Regions from separate parts of the Salvelinus alpinus genome. Here region 2 is linked to region 1. The links are chromatin contacts, called in public Hi-C maps. All regions are on one chromosome and are shown on one strand. The core of a region is the stretch at or near the end of the contact, and the rest is flanking DNA. Distances in the headings are between cores, read along the strand shown.

The links. A called contact is a pair of places that touch in the nucleus more often than the background predicts.
Region 2: a contact with region 1 is called in a Hi-C map of red muscle, with 5 times the contacts expected there. The contact joins the promoter of LOC139576512 here to the promoter of b3galt8 in region 1.

Annotation. Positions count from the first base shown.
Region 1 is chr5:64,340,249-64,345,731 of SLU_Salpinus.1, forward strand. It overlaps b3galt8 (beta-1,3-galactosyltransferase 8), which reads right to left and starts at 3,642. Exons shown (of 1, transcript XM_071402688.1): 1 at 756-3,642. The coding sequence starts at 3,449. The coding sequence ends at 2,460. It overlaps tncb (tenascin Cb), which reads right to left. Exons shown (of 22, transcript XM_071402685.1): 22 at 4,163-5,483.
Region 2 is chr5:64,527,721-64,533,203 of SLU_Salpinus.1, forward strand. LOC139576512 (rab-like protein 6) reads left to right here and starts at 2,197. Exons shown (of 16, transcript XM_071402699.1): 1 at 2,197-2,383; 2 at 5,395-5,483. The coding sequence starts at 5,416.

The DNA of each region.
Region 1 (5,483 bases), core at 2,392-4,891:
GCTGCAACTCCCCAAATGGCTCGAGAGGCGAAGATGGAGTCATGCGTCCTCTGAAACATGATCCGCCTAACGCCCAGAAGCCAGCCGCACCAACGTGTCAGAGGAAACACCGTTCATCTGGCATCCGGGGTCAGCCGGCAGGCACTCGGCCCACCACACGGAGTCGCTAGAGCACAATGAGCCAAGTAAAACCCCACCGGCCAAACCCTCCCCTAACCCGGACGACCCTGGGCCAATTGTGCACCGTCCTATGGGACTTCCAACCACGGCCGGTTGTGGCACATCCCGGAAAATGAACCCGGGACTGTAGTAACACCTCTAACACTACTACATGCAATGCAGTGCCTTAGACCGCTGCGCCACTCAGGAGCCCAAATGGTGTTATTTCTATTGGAAAAAATCTAGTATAATATACTTTTATGTTGTTCCACTTGGAAGTGACAGGTTGCTCGACCTTATTCAACGTTTCATCGCGTTAAGGTGCTGGATTTATGAGGGAATTAAATCAAGGTCAGAATACGGTGTATCTGTAGACACACCTCCACCACGCCTTCATTTATTTGATATCCACTGCCAACGAATAGCGGGTGAATAGCATGCTATTCTCATGCTTAAGTTCAAGGTCAGAATACGCATAGAGAGAAAAGTTCATAAAAGTGAATTACGTACCATTTACACGTGCTTAGCCCGCGTCAGAATCCCCCCCATAACACAATATAACAATCTGTAAAATGATGCAGTATTGAAGACATAGACATTATTCTAGCTAAGTCTTTAATATATAATAATTTTACAGTGTTGACATAGACAGTCACTGTAACTAAACTCACAAACATTATATGAACCAGCCATATTTCTAGGAACATTGTGATGTCAAACAGAGTTTGCTTGAAGATAACATTGGAGCCAGTAAAGAGGCACAAGGTTGTTTACAGGCTTGAGTGCACCAAAGTGTGGGAACCAAATAAATACAAAAGAGGTAAAGTAGCATAACAAAGAAAGGCTGGAACTTGTTGTTTGTCACTGTCTTATGGTGCTATGGTTAGTGTGACTGGTCCTACAACCATCTGCTGCAGGCTGGCGGAGAGAAGCGGACTGCCGACTCTAATGTTCATGAATCATCCGCCTATTTTAGATCCCGCTCACTAACACATCTCTCTTCTGCTGCAGGGAGATTCTATCATTATATCATAGCTTTACCATCCATCCACCCTGTGATTACACAGCATCTGAGGACATCTTCATTCCTCTGTTAACTTGACTATTTTCCCAAAGCAATTATGTAACAGTCACCGCCAACAAGCACTTCGTTATGATGATATGGATTACTATACTATAACATCAAATAACTAAATAAAGACATAAATATATACATTTTCCTCAGTTAAATTACATTGCATTAAAGATAGTTAGGTGAATTTGGAGTATGGCCTACTTGTTCAATGACACTATTCAGTGCAGAGGATAAAAATGCATTGTAGATAATGTGGAATACATTTTCTGAGGTAGTAGTTGGACAGATTCAATATGTTCTATGATCAGAAGGCACTTCAATAGACATGATTAAATAACATATGTGACTTGTAATGATACTCTGGCCATGACACCACACGCCATTGCATTGTGACGCTGATCTGTTCTCTTCCACGTCATTATAATAGGATAGTGGGTGAACTATGCCACCAGCTGTTTATCAAGTGTAACTGCGAATCTTTGCTTACGTTTGGAATGATTACATCTAATTTTATTTCAACTGCTTTAGTATTAAAGGTCGATAATAAACCTTTCACCTAATTTTAGCTTATAATTTTGCCAACAAACACCAGTCAAGTTCAAGATATTGTGTATGACATCAAAGAACATTGCCTCCACTAGTTGTAATATCAGAGAAAACCAGTGGTGTAAAGTACTTAAGTAAAAATACTTCTAAGTACTACTTAAGTAGTTTTTTGGGGTATCTTTTCTATTTATTTTTTTTACAACTTTTACTTCACTACATTCCTAAAGAAAATAATGTACTTTTTACTTCCTGAATTTTCCCTGATACCCAAAAGTACTCGTTACATTTTGAATGCTTAGCAGGACAGGAACATGGTTCAATTCCCGCACTTATCAAGATAACAAGCGGTCATCCCTACTGCCTCTGATCTGGCCGACTCACTAAACACAAATGCAAAATTTGTAAACTATATCTGAGTGTTGGAGTGTGCCCCTGGCTATCTGTAAATTTGAAAAACAAAAAAATGGAGCCGTCTGCTTTGCTTAATATAAGGAATTTGCAAAATATTTATACTTTTACTTTGAATACTTAAGTATATTTAGAACCAAATAGTTTTAGACTTTTACTCAAGGAGCACAATTGGGTACTTTTTCCACCACTGGAGAAAACAAAGAAACATACACATTCATTTGAGGGCTAGTTATTCCTTTCAGTGCATAAGAAAGACTGGATTGAGACATCAGCAGGTGAGATGGCTTTTCTGAAAGTCACCCCAAATGTCCAGCAGCTCATGTGGTTTAAATCCAGTGACAATGACCCGCGTGGCATACGTACACGTCTCATAATTCAACCGTTTGATCTCAAACAAGTTCCTGGGAGGAAGCAGCGTTTGAGAGTACACAGGCCGGACCCCTAGTATCCTGAGACACAACCCCACATAGACATCCTCCAGAGGAATGGGTCTCACAAACCTGGATGCCCATGAGATCCTGTTGGCCAGGTCAATAGAGAAGACATACCCTGCTCCAGAGACATATGGGGGGAACGTGTCTTCAGGGTAAATGTCCTCAGACAGATGCCACTTACTCTTCCTATCCCTACGAGGCCTGCCGTCACTGATGACTGAGCCTGTGATGTACTTATGCCTGAGAGGGCCACCTTCAACTAACAGCTTATTGACCAGGTAGAACACGTTGACGAAAACGTCTGTGTCCACCTTCATCGCATAAGAGGCACCCTGACAGTGGGTGGCGAGCCAGTCCATGATCATCATGGACTTGATGGTCAGGTTGTGGTAGCTGTCCAGGAAGTCCATTTGGATGATGTCAGCGTGTTCTTTGCTCTCCTTCTCCAGGTCCTGTTGAATGTGGGAGCTTTGTCCCTCCTTGGGCAGGCCCACATAGAACAGAGTGAGGATATCCACATTAGAGATGAGGCCTGGTCTGCCCCATGTCTTTCTGATAGTATCCCTGGACAACCCATCAACGGGTGCCACTGGAACCATTAGCACCAGAAATGGGCTTCTTTCCTTACACACAGATACATGGTTGAGAACGTATTTGTAGGTCTCTGGGGAAATCACCTTGTAAAGTTCCCGAGACAGAGGACTTGGTGTTGATAAATCCGTCTTTGGCTGAGCTTTTTTGTTCAGTAAGATATTAACAACAAATGTGAGTACACCTGCAATGATAAAGAACTTCACTAACCTCCAGTAAGACGTTTTAAGCATTGTAAAGTAATCATATACAATCGGTATCTCGAGTGTATTTTATTTTAATTCCTAAACATATTAATTCCTAGGTTACTGTTTCTGTATTCCCGAAGCACCAAAAGAAAAGCATTCACGGTGGCGACAACATCAAGCTTGCATCATTTCCTTGCTACGATTTCATGTTGCCACTCCCAGGCCAAAGAGCAACCAGGAAAATAGTTTCCGTCTGAGTCAGAGCTCCTTAAACGCTCTGACTACTAAACAGCATACGGGTCATACTGGAATGCCCGGTGGTGGTGATACTAACGTTTTTTCAGCACTGGTGGTTTGTTTACATAGTAGGTTACGATAATTAATGTAGCAGATTAGGTTAATAAGTTTACGGTTAGGAAACGGGTTAGTTACAACGCTACAGCTGTCAACAACTGTTATCCCCGAAGTGACAACTAGATGGCGCTATACTGGTAGCCAACACCGTACAAACTATCAGTCTCCGCAAACCATCAGTATCATAACAGCGGTGCTTTGTTGCGCTAGTGCCCCCTTCACGTGGCATTGATCAATACATGTGATCGATAGGCCTACACCCTACCATAAAAATATAATCTCATTATAATTATGAGGCGTGCATTCTTAGTGCTATAAATATCCTCTAAAATAGGCTATATAGAGACTCTATGGCTCCTTCACGTGAGTGCGTCGAAGAGCTAATGACGAGCCAACTCCAAATATCAAAGGTAAAAACACATTTATTGCGGTAACTGATCGGCGTCTTAAATTAGTTAAAATGTTTTGCTTTAGACAAGATTGAAGACTCGTCATTTTTAAACAAACTTTGTTTTATTGTAATACGTGTTACAGAGAAACACCTGTTGTTCACCCAGTTATAAACCCAAAAAAATGTTAAACCACAGAAGCACAGAAACGTTTCATTTACACAGGTATTCAAGGGACGGGGGTCAGTGGTTTCGTCTCCGGGCATGGGGAGGGGGGAGGGGGGAGAACAAAACAGAATAAGAACAACTTCTCCTTAGTTAATGTTGGTGTGCCCAAATATATGTTTCTCAGCAAGGTGAACACTGTGACATTACAATGTCAATTGGAATTGGCCATTAAACTATTTTCAGCATCAATATATTTTGTATTTCAATACAATATTCCCCTCTGACTCTCTTGTTGCATACATATATGTATCCACATATGTATTTCACATTTTGCAAAAATGTAACAATCACCCACCATTTCATTATATATTGAATAATAGGTCCTGCCTTGGATTTATAAAGGAAATAAAACAAATCAAACACATTGACTTTTTCTCTGGATCCTGTAGCTAATGCATGATAGCTGGAGGAACAAATAGTACTAGCTCAGGTAAATGTGTAAGAAACAATTGCACAGCACTTGCATGACCCACACAACCAATGGAAACACGTCATGTCATCCACATATGTCTGTGCGGTGATGCAGCAGATGATCTATATTCAGAATGTCATTTATTTTGCCCATATCATTTCAGATGACAGTTTGCAGGTTGAGGTGAAAAGGGGATTTCGGGAGAGGGAGAGAGGGAAAGAACAAGTGACAAAGGACGAGTCACACATAGACTAATGAATGACAAGATAGGACTTTCTCTGTGAGCTTTCTATGTGATCTCGCTCCATTTGACATAGACATTTGACATTTGAACGAGTCGTGCGGTTTACGAAGAAAATCCTTTTTGATCAATAATCTCACTTCAATCCAGGAGATCAATAACATCACTACAATCCGGATGATGGAATTGAATGTACACACTGTACAGTATGTGCTTTTGTTGGGTGTTGTGTTATTCAAAGAATATAATTTCTATAATCCAGTTTAGAGGTTACCAGTATTATTGAAGAGGCCCTGACACTAAAACAAGACCACATGTATGTAGACAGCCATGCCCTCTCTGCAAACACCCTAATGAACAAGCTACTGTGGCTGGAGGAGATGGACACACTGTAGAGGCAGAAAACATCAGTATTCTACATGTTAATGTGCCATGCCATACCAGACTCAAATGCA
Region 2 (5,483 bases), core at 947-3,446, 190 kb after region 1:
TTAAGAGTAGTGCCTCATTTGGTGAGCAAATTTCACCCCACTTTCACAATACCACCATGCAAACAAAAGCCACCATTACTAAAGGGGTTTTCAGTGATATAACTACTCAAGTCATCACAACTATAATATCTTGCCATGCATCAAGCCTATGGGCATTACACACAGACTACGTACCCAGTTCACAGCTCCCAGTGCATTTTGTTTTCAGTATCGTCTAGAAAGAAAACAGATTGTGGTCATTAAGTAATGTAAGGGAACCTCTAGGGATGTGTGTACAAGAATGTACCTTACTTTAGCTAAGAGCCAATACAGTACCTGATCCTATAGAGCTGGATGCTGATGTGACTTCTTGGGGGGGGGACGTCTTCTACATCACCCTGAAATATATTGGGGGGGGGGTTACGTCTTTAAACATTGGTTTAAGACTACCACTCATCATATGACAACTACCTGTAGTGTTGTTTTCACTGCCTTTTTCGATCTTTCAACCTCTCTTCTTCAGACCTCAGTCAGTGAATGACATACATTCAATATGAACATATATTCAGGTCAGTCTGGCTACAGCGAAGCATTTGATTTTAAGGATGCAAATTAAACATTTTTATAATGTTACAGCATAGGAAAGTTCTACAGGAGAACCAAGCACCACCATAGGAAAACATGCAGCAAATTAGGCTTTGAAAAAATAAATTAAATAAAAACAATCAGATGGGGATCCCAAAAAACATATCCATTAGTGATGAGAATTTCATAATTTATACATACCTCAGTGAAATCACACTGTGCTTCCATTGCAATGTACAGAGCTTACTGTAAGTTAAGAGTAGGTTGTTAAGTTTGATAGTTATAACAATAAATAATACACCCCCTCAAGAAGTCACTGCATGTCACACCAGCATCCAGCTCTGCAGGAGTTTGATGTATGAATTGTGTAAAAACTGTAGGAAATAGGTCCCAAAGTGTCAAGAATAATAAACAAGAAAAAGTATGAGCAATAACAATAGTGTGTTTTACATGCTGCAAGCACAGAAATAACACATTTTCATATATTGTTATAACAGAAAATAGGACTAACATAAAACTGAATAGCCAGCATCTTACCATCAAAACAAACACCCCACAGTTGTTTGAGAAACCTTGCTTTGGTAGGCCCTGCGGTGTGAACAACGTACAATTTTCAATAAAGGAATGACAATCAAATGGTACAGTTCAGTGGAACAATTTAAAGGAATATCTAACCTGAACATCATCCACACCAAAAGTCCTCCAAGGTCCAGGGAACAAGATCCAAGCAATGTTTCTGTGAGCACAGTGTGTGTGAAAGTAAAGAAAAAGTACAATTCAGCAGCTTTTTAATACTCCAGCATGCATAACAGGTTTGAACACAGTTGGAACTGAATTAGCCCAAGTATTTTTCACAACATTTATTGGTGTTGCTGGACCAGAAAATGTATTTGACTGCAAACACACCATTTCTCACAATGCACTCACATGCCAAAAATCTTTCCTTGGACACAGTTTCAAAGCAATGTGTATGCTTTCTTCGTAAATGTGTTTTGAAGTTCCTTTTTTTAACTTCAGTTTGCAGTGTGGACAAGCTAAAATGACTTTTCTTGACTTGTCATGTATGTTGGGACCAGGTGATTTCATTATTCTATATACTGTGTAGACTCACTATGTGTAACTAAGGGAATGGCATCAACGATACACATTTAGAGCCAGCCAAACACAACAACGCATACATTGAAGAAACACAGGAAAAATCAACGATCAAATCGATTACATAACTGTACATGTAAACCTAGGCTTATTGCTCAAGTAGGCAAATTTGTCCAAATAAGATTCCCTCATTGTGAGCAATTAACTAGCTCACGTGCAAATGGGTGCTAATTAACGCTATGCTAAAATCGGTGCGGTAGTTGGTCATATAAAGATATACCACTACACTGGTATAACATGAATATTACAAAGTACATTATGCATAATGACAGTCTCACTTACTTCCATGGTTTATATTTTTTGCCATGTAGGTTAAGTTCGATTAAGATTCGTTTAAGTTTACCTCAATTTGGGTAACCTTGAAGGAGATGGGAAGGGTTCGGTTTAAACGCGTTTGACTCCGCCCACATTGAGACTGGACCCGACGTTTGACTCCGCCCACATTGAGCCCGGCCCGGAACTGCACAGGGGCTTCTCACACAATGGGCGTTAATACGATTCCAATGGAGGTTCCTTTCTCCTCAAAAGTATCTATGGTGCCACCAGGAAGCGAGCTGTTTAGCTAAGAGTGTGCAACGTTAGCGTCTTTCACGTGCATCAGGAGGAGTTGGATTTGGAAATAACCATGTCACCTTTGCTACATTGAAGAATCCTTTGATTGCCGGTGGGTATTTTTAGGACACCACTCAGCACTGTCAACGTAATCCAATGTTACCGCTAGCAAGCTACTTTATCGTGATGCTAACTAACAAGCCACATCGTCAATAACGTCATAAGCTAGGTAGTATACACATTAGTCATGGCAGCATATGTGCCGGTGAGTTTGTGACTATTAGATGCAATCGCAAAACAGGTAAGCAGGTAGCTATCAAACGTTAGCTAGTTAACAAAGTAATATAATCCGAGGGCATATCAGATAGTTAGATCAACATCACACTAGTTAGGTAGCTAACGTGTTCTCTAGTTACACCAGACTCTGCCGGCTAGCTAGCTAACTGTTACTATACTGAACAAAAATTATAAACGCAACATGGAAAGTGTTGGTCCCATGTTTCATGAGCTGTAATAAAAGATCCAAGAAATGTTCCATATGCACAAAAGCTTATTTCTCTGAATTGTTGTGCACAAATTTGTTTACGTCCCAGTTAGTGATCATTTCTCCTTTGCCAAGATAATCTATCCACCTGACAGGTGTGGCATTTCAAGAAGATTATTAAACAGCATGATCGTTACACAAGTGCCACTTGTGCTGGGAACAATAAAAGGCCACTGAAATGTGCAGTTTTGTCACACAACACAGATGTCTCAAGCTTTGAGGGAGTGTGCAATTGGCATGCTGACTGCAGGAATGGCCACCAAAGCTGTTTCCAGAGAATTGAATGTTCATTTTTCTACCATACGCCTCCTCCAGCATTGTTTTAGAGAATTTGTCAGTACGTCCAACCGGACTCACAACCGCAGACCACGTGTAACCACGCCAGCCCAGGACCTCCACATCTGGTTTCTTCACCTGCGGGATTGTCTGAGACCAGCCACCCGGACAGCTGATGAAACGGAGGAGTATTTCTGTCTGAAATAAAGCTATTTTGTGGGGGAAATGGCTCCCCAGTGGGTGGTCCTATACTTAACTGACTTGCCTAGTTAAATAAAGGTTTAACAAGAAATAAAACCCTCCCAGGCCCAACCATGGCTGTGCCTCTGCCCAGTCATGAAAAATCCATAGATTAGGGCCTAATGAATTCATTTTAATTGACTGATTTCCTTATATGAACTGTAACTCAGTAAAATAGTTGAAATTGTTGCATTTATATTTTTGTTCAGTATACCTTGTATCAGCTTATGCCCAAGGAAAAGTGTTACACTGTTAACTTTGGTTAACACTGACAATATTAGAAAAATATACTGTTATGTAAGTTACCCTATTGCTCAGTTGAAAAATCTGAATAGTCAAGAATCGGTTTTCACTAGCCCTTGATCATGACTGTTCCATTATATTACATTTAAGAGTTAATGGACGAAGGCGTTTTCCGGATGTCTGAGGTTGTTTTAGAAAGTGTAGTATTGTGCACATGCTAGGCAGGGATGGTAGGGGGACTCACAACTCATAAACGCATCATATTTTGTCTATGTAGAGTAAGATGATGGCAAGGATCTTCAACTAGTAGGCATAAACCACCTGAGTACTGATATTCATTAGATTTAGTACTATCATTAGTACTGATATTCATTAGATTTTTCTTGAAGGTTGGGTGATTTTGATTAATATTAGTATTTCCTGTAGAGCCTTGGTGTGTAGTGGTAACATACAACTTTCCACCAGAGAACCGGGATCAATCACTGGTTCAACCCTTCCTGCTGTTTCTAGCATTTGCCTATCTCCCTATCTAATTTCATTACTGTCTGAGTAGTGTCAAACCACCCAAACAATGTTTACATACTTTAAATGTCATCCCCCAAAAATGTCTAAGTAACAAAGTTGTTGAATTTTGAGTGTTCATATCATGTTCAAAGCATCCTAAATACACCTGACCTGTGGTTTGAATTTTTTTATTTTTCACCCTGGTCATAAGCCTAAGCCATGTCAAAATATGTAGAATTGCAGGTAATTAGCTTTAAAAAAAAAAATTAAACCCCAGAAATCACTGGTCATATTCCTGCAATGTAGGTCAAGTAACTGAAAGTACAAACATTTAGTATGCATGGAAAGGGTACACCCTGATAGTCATAAAGCAACGCATTTTCTTCTTCAGCCACATTACCTTGTATACACGCTATGTTTAGCTAGCTCAGCGTTCATAGGAATAGGAAAATACGTTTGAATTTTCTTCACCTGTAAACTCAATAATGTGAAAGCCCTGATTACTAAAGTTGTATTAAGATGTCAGGCGTGAAAATCCATTCAGCCATTTTGGCACAGTGACTCACTACCCAAACCAGACGCAACTGGTTTCAAGTGGCCAAGAAACTTTGTGATCTCCTACTGCTATCTAGTGGACGAACTGGGAACCGGACAGCGGATATATTTACAATCAATGGATAGGTAGACTTCAGCTTTCTCCTCATATGTTTATCATTCCTGTAAGACGGAAAAGGTATGGCACGTTGCACAAGCCCTGCACTTTTAAAATGGCTGTGTTCCAATGGGAATTTGGAGCAAGCCTTTTTCAACAGTAATTTGTGACATATTTTATCTCAAACCTAGACTTTCAAATCACTTATTCCCCAATATGGGAGAATTGGGGGAACCCCCACTAAAACTGTTAAATGCTGCGCTACTGCTAAATGCATATAGGGGAAACACTGGTAGTTCAATTTCGCATGTGGTTTCTTTCTTGCAGATGATCGTAACCCAAAACCACATGAGAGAAGAAACTGATACCTGATAAAGCTATTGTCTGCCCTTGAGGAATCCTCTTAGTAGAAAAATCTAGTCGTATACTGAAATACGCAAGTTTACCTACCTACCCATGTATCTTCCTGATGGGGGGTAATGCTACTTCTGTGTACGAAAATACAGTACTACTTTAAAATTCTGGATTCATAGCTTAGGCCTACTTGTGTTGATCAGATCATCACTCAATATAACATTTAAATCTACATCAGTAGTCTAGAAACTCTTCCACCATTTTGTTTCAGTCAAATACACTATATTTCACACATTTCTGACAGGGTTAGTTAGATCAGCTTCCTGTCAAGATGTTTTCAGCTTTGAAGAAGTTAGTTGGTTCTGAACCAGGCCAGCCGAGAGACAAGAGCATCCCTGC